Regions from separate parts of the Mus musculus genome. Here region 1 is linked to region 2. The links are chromatin contacts, called in public HiChIP or PLAC-seq maps. All regions are on one chromosome and are shown on one strand. The core of a region is the stretch at or near the end of the contact, and the rest is flanking DNA. Distances in the headings are between cores, read along the strand shown. Region 1 holds the start of Acyp2 (acylphosphatase 2, muscle type). Region 2 overlaps Sptbn1 (spectrin beta, non-erythrocytic 1).

The links. HiChIP or PLAC-seq counts read pairs in DNA pulled down with a chosen protein or histone mark.
Region 1: a contact with region 2 is called in an H3K4me3 HiChIP or PLAC-seq map of bone marrow-derived macrophages, with 3 times the contacts expected there. The contact joins the promoter of Acyp2 here to the enhancer-like site in region 2. A contact is called at or near these places in 12 of 39 promoter capture datasets (the C10 cell line, the HPC-7 cell line, cranial neural crest and 6 more), 1 of 15 datasets of contacts at CTCF or cohesin (the NIH/3T3 cell line), 1 of 484 Hi-C or Micro-C datasets (cortical neurons), 28 of 115 datasets of contacts at active chromatin or transcription factors (acute myeloid leukemia, bone marrow-derived macrophages, craniofacial prominence and 15 more) and 2 of 9 other capture datasets (adipose tissue and embryonic stem cells).

Annotation. Positions count from the first base shown.
Region 1 is chr11:30,648,032-30,650,731 of GRCm38.p6, reverse strand. It overlaps Acyp2 (acylphosphatase 2, muscle type), which reads left to right and starts at 1,336. Exons shown (of 4, transcript NM_029344.3): 1 at 1,336-1,431. The coding sequence starts at 1,353.
Region 2 is chr11:30,188,927-30,191,626 of GRCm38.p6, reverse strand. All of the region lies in intron 1 of Sptbn1 (spectrin beta, non-erythrocytic 1), which reads left to right. Among named protein-coding and RNA genes, the nearest start is that of Sptbn1, 29 kb to the left of the region's middle. Within about 2 kb of position 1,321, at least 39 of the 459 cell types and tissues checked have an H3K27ac peak or open chromatin away from gene starts, as enhancers often do. A contact at or near this core is called in the HPC-7 cell line, bone marrow-derived macrophages, memory CD8 T cells and 1 more, where this site is marked.

The sequences.
Region 1 (2,700 bases), core at 87-2,586, 460 kb before region 2:
TCCTCATAATGCCACTTCCCATGGGCCCAAGTATTCAAACACAGTCTGTATGGGCAACAAAGCTAGCCAAATCACCACAAGGCACCTTTCAGATTCATCAGCCTGAATGAAAAGATCAAGCCTAACTTTATCTCAGAATCACCACAGATTTGGCACCGTCAGAACATTTCAGAATTGATTCATTGTCTGTCTTAGTTAAGGTTTTTATTGCTGCCATGAAACACAATGACCAAAAAGCAGCTTGGGGGAGGAAAATGTTTATTTGGCTTATACCTCCACAGCACTGTACATATCAGGATAGGGACTCAAACAAGGCAGGAACCTAGAGATGATGTAGAGGCATGGGGGGTGGGGTGGGGGTGGGGACTGGTTACTGACTTGTTCCACATGGCTTACTCAGCCTGCTTTCTTATAGAACCCAGGATCCCTGGACTAGGGATGGCATCACCCACAACTGGCTGGGTTCCACTGCTCCCTCCCCCACCCCCCCATCAATCACTAATTAAGAAAATGCCTTATGGCTAGATCTTATGGAGGCATTTTCTCACTTGAGGTTCTCTCCTCTAAGATTACTCTAGCTTGTGCCAAGACTAGCCAGCACACTGACCAAATACCCTTTGTGCCACTAAGCTAAGCAGGTCCTTCATTTCAAATGTCCACCTCAGGATGTTGGAAATGGGGATATTGTTTCAAGGGCACACATTTTCTTCATATGAAGTGGAGATTATCATATATTTGCACAATGGTGAGTATAGTTAAGAATGATATATATTTAAAATCGTTGAAATCTTAAATGAAATCAGAGATGAAAGTTAATTAGCTTGAATTAATCTCCTTACAGTGTACCCATGGGTATACTATGTATTCTTTACAGTGTACCTATATAAAATCACCTAAAACTTAAAAATTCTTTGACATTTTATCCTTGCATATAATGAATTTTGGTAATTTTCCCCCTATTATCCTTCTCATCTCTACCCACTTAGACTTTACCCGCTCTGTCCTCTCAACAAGTCACCCTCTTATTTTCATCCTTATAGAAAAAACAAAACAAAACCTTTTTTGTGTCAAATAAACGTCGGTGGGTAGATATTAGTTGGTTTAATCCCCTCACATGCCCGACCTCCGTTTTCTTTAGAGAACCGGGTCCTGGGGAACGCAGAGAGGGAGCACCCTGCTAGGGAGCCCGAGCGCCGGGTGTCCCGTCGCCCTCACTGTGTACAACGGTCATCTGCCATCTTCTTACGCATGACCCAGCGCGCTCTTGTCTTGGCTTCTGGGCGTCGGTCCCAGAGCCCATAAGTCTTCCTCCCCTGGCGGCTGTCGCAGTCTCCGCGCCACATACCCAGCTAATGCTGCTCGGGAGAAGGCTGGCCGCCATGACCGAGCTGCTCAAGTCTGTGGACTACGAAGTGTTCGGGACAGTGCAAGGTACGGTCTGACCTGGGATGCCAAGACGAGGCCGTGGGAGGGAGAGGAGGAAGCTTATGCCATCCATTTTAGGGACGGTTCTTCTCACTGAGGCAGCGACTTCCGCTCAGCCATGACACAGCAGCCCGGGGCGGGGAGAACGGGCTAGCGCGGGGCGGAGGGAGGTCACCCTGGGTTCCCGAAGAGGACGCTGCAAGCCTATAGGATGGGGGTGGGGGACGCCTAAGTGCGGCAGAAAAGCAAGGGTACCTGAATGATACTGGGTGATTTACTTTGTCAGAGGTTGTAGCCCCTCTCCAGCTAGCAATTTTTCCTTCCTGGGTTTTGGAGATTGAACCTTATATATTTATGCACAGTCTTACATTTGCGTACTAGATTGCTGAAGTACACTCCCAGGCCATTTAAGTGAAGTTTTAAAATTTTTGTTTGATTATAAGCTTAAATAGATGCATAGAATATAATGTCTGACTTACTTTAAATCTTTATATTTGTAATTTAAAACGTTAAAACATTCTTTTAATTTTTTCTAACGCAACTTGACATAGTAGTGCATGTAGTCCTTATGCAGAAGAAGGTGGATATTTGAGTTCAAGACCAGGCTGGTCTATACACTTGAGAAAATTATCTAATGGCGTATAAATACTGTAACTATTTAATGTATATCATCCATTTAAAAGAAGAAAACTTTTTGAGACTGGAAATGTAGCTCAGTAGAGTGCTTGCTTAATAGTCACCAAGCCCTGGAATGGGTGCTCTGCTCTGTACCAGACCAAGGACGAGCTAGTCCTTATAAGCCTGTAATGCAGGTTCCGGTCTTCAACATAAAAATAATGCCTTTCTTTTTCTTTTTCTTTTTCTTTTTCTTTTTCTTTTTCTTTTTCTTTTTCTTTTTCTTTTTCTTTTTCTTTTTCTTTTTCTTTTTCTTTTTCTTTTTCTTTTTCTTTTTCTTTTTCCTTTTCCTTTTCCTTCTCCTTCTCCTTCTCTTTCTCTTTCTCTTTCTCTTTCTCTTTCTCTTTCTCTTTCTCTTTCTCTTTCTCTTTCTCTTTCTCTTTCTCTTTCTCTTTTCTCTTTCTCTTTCTCTTTCCCTTTCCCTTTTCCTTTTCCTCTTTCTCCTCCTCCTCCTCCTCCTCCTCCTCCTCCTCCTCCTCCTTCTCTTTCTTTTTCTTTTTCTCTTTATTTTTTCTCTTTTTTGGGGGGTGGGGCGGGGGCTTGAGACTCGGTTTCTCTGTATAGCCCTGGCTGTCCTGGAACTCACTTTGTAGACCAGGC
Region 2 (2,700 bases), core at 72-2,571:
CAACCCATCTTGAGAACATGCTAGAAACAGAAACTACCTTCTTAAGTTATGTGAATCTGGGACTCTGGTATAGCCCAACAATAAGTATTTTTAACTAGCTTTCCAGGTAGTCTCTGTACATTCCTCAAGTTGCTTCCATACAGGGACAGGCATAAAAATCTGATTTCTTATGGAGAAGCGAAAACTTGGAGGAATATGTATTTAGAATAAAGTTGTATACTAAAGAAAAAGGCATTTGGCCAGCCAGGAGTGGGCTCTATCCTGCTATAACTAAGGAAGCCACGTAACAATTGTGAGCCTGTGCCTCATGCGGTCAGTTACCCCGTTCTTCCATTGAGTTAAAGAGGGAAATAGTGTATATATAAGCCCTGAGAATGGTTCAGCTCAACACTTCACCTCTATATGCCTAATAAATAACCTATTAGGTTTAACCTAAAGAACAAAAATTTCTGCTGCTTGGAAATGTGGTGGGTGGAGCCTGACTACACCCTGCACTGATCTACCTGAAAATCTGGCCTTTGCTCCCTCTCAAAGGAACGTCCAGGGTTGACTTTACCAGGGTGGTGTTGGAAACTCTTTCAAGTCTCCTATGTATGTATTTATTTATTGTTTTTGATTTTTCTTTTTTGAGACAGGGTTTCTCTGTGTAGTTCTGGCTGTCCTGGTCAAGTTTCCTTTAAAGAAAGCTTAAATGTGCACACAGACTGTAAGAATCCCGTGTTGTTCTGACTTCAGGGGTTTAGATGTTTAACTGTCTGTGGTGGAAACTGGTATGGTTAACAACAGCTCTACAGACAGGTAAGGGTATCTTCCCAGCCTTAAGTCTGCTGTGCTAGAATTCTACTTGCATAGATTAGCAGCCCAGACAGTGAAAAAGCCAGGAGTTTTCAGATTCTGATACTCCCCTCTCATCTCCCCAACAACTTTATAACTAAGATCCAGCTATGAAAAAGTAAAAATTAAAAAACGGTGAAAAACCTCAGATAAGGGCATGTTTCTAATGCTGAATGATTAGTTTAATTAAAGATTTGACAGTATTAAGCCATTTAATGAGTACTCAGAACTTGCTACTTGAAAGCTTTGTAGTTTGGTCAGTATGGCATACTTTAAATAAAAGCAAGAAGGATCCTAATTTTTAAATAAAAGTCAAGTAAAGTTGACTTTAAAATGAAACACTCATTTCTTGTTATTAGCACAAATTCATTGCCCTTTTCTCTGAGCTTTGGTCTTGTGGTTGGAAAATGGGTTGGTCATCATAGCCTGAGCCGAACAACAAATGAAAGCAAATGAGAAATAAACTCACTGCCAGGAGGCAACTTCCTGCAAGGCTAAATTCTAGAGTGCAGAGTGAGAAAGGGGACAGACAGAGACAGGTGGGGGAAGGGGTGCTGAGCCAGGTTTAAATTTAAAGGTAGTTATTGGCTCCTGAACAAGATCCCTGTTCTGAAAGGTGTGGCCCATAAGAGGATGCAGGAAGCCAGTCCTCAGCGCATTCGCTGGGGTGGCAGCCTTACTACAGTGCACCAGGAACTTTGGAGACCTTTTTGTTGGACGTGGTCTGTAGGTGATTTAAGACTTGCTAGAAATGCCGCCATTCAGGTCTGCTCCATACTTGCTGGGTTAGAACCCCATTTTAACAAGATCTTCTGGAGGGTTTTAAGCAATTTCAAGTTTAAGAAACAGTCTTGGAAATGGTCCTTCCCCTTGTTCCTCCAAAGAACACAGGAAGAGACAGTCCTGAAAAGGTTATGACCTCTGAGGTTTGAAGTTTGTGCTTTTACATATTATTCATGTTATGCATACATTTTTTGATTTGTTTAGCAATATTGTTTAATTATAAAAGTAACCTGACCAAATGTATAATAGTTACAGTTTAATATTTTTTTTTGATTAAAGAACTTTTAAAACTTGTGCATGTATGTATTGATTGATTGAATGGATCTCACTATGTAGTTGGTGGCTGGCTTGGTAGAACGCACTCTGTAGGCCAGGCTGGCCTCAAACTCACAGAAATCTGCTCACCTCTGCCTGCTAAGTGTTGGGATTAAAGACAAGCTTGAACACATCTGGCCAAATTAAAGGATTAAAAAAAATGGCTAGTTCTTAGCTTTGTAAGTCTTAGCATCATTTTGGCTGGGATTTTTTTTTTTTTAACTTTTAAATTCTGCAGTTAAAGAAATTGGTGAGATTTTTTAAAATTCCACTTTACTTACCCACTTGGTATTAGAGGAGAATTACAGAATTATTCTTGGGGCTGGAGACATGGTTCAGCAGTCAAGAGCACTAGTCACTCTCTCTCTCTCTCTTTTTTTTTTTGGTTTTTGGTTTTTGTTTTTTGTTTTTTTCGAGACAGGGTTTCTTTGTATAGCCCTGGCTGTCCAGGAACTCACTTTGTAGACCAGGCTGGCCTCGAACTCAGAAATCTGCCTGCCTCTGCTTCCCAAGTGCTGGGATTAAAGGCATGCGCCACCACCACCTAGCTTGTATTTGTCACTCTTGTGATGACCTAAGTTCAGTTCCCAGCATCCACATGGTGGCCCAGGGTATGTAATATCATCTTCTGAATTCCTCAGGCACCAGGCATGCATCTGATGTTTGTGTGTGTGTGTGTGTGTGTGTGTGTGTGTGTGTGTGTGTGTGTATGTGTTGTGTGTATGTGTACATATATATGTATGTGTGTAAAACATTCATATACATAAA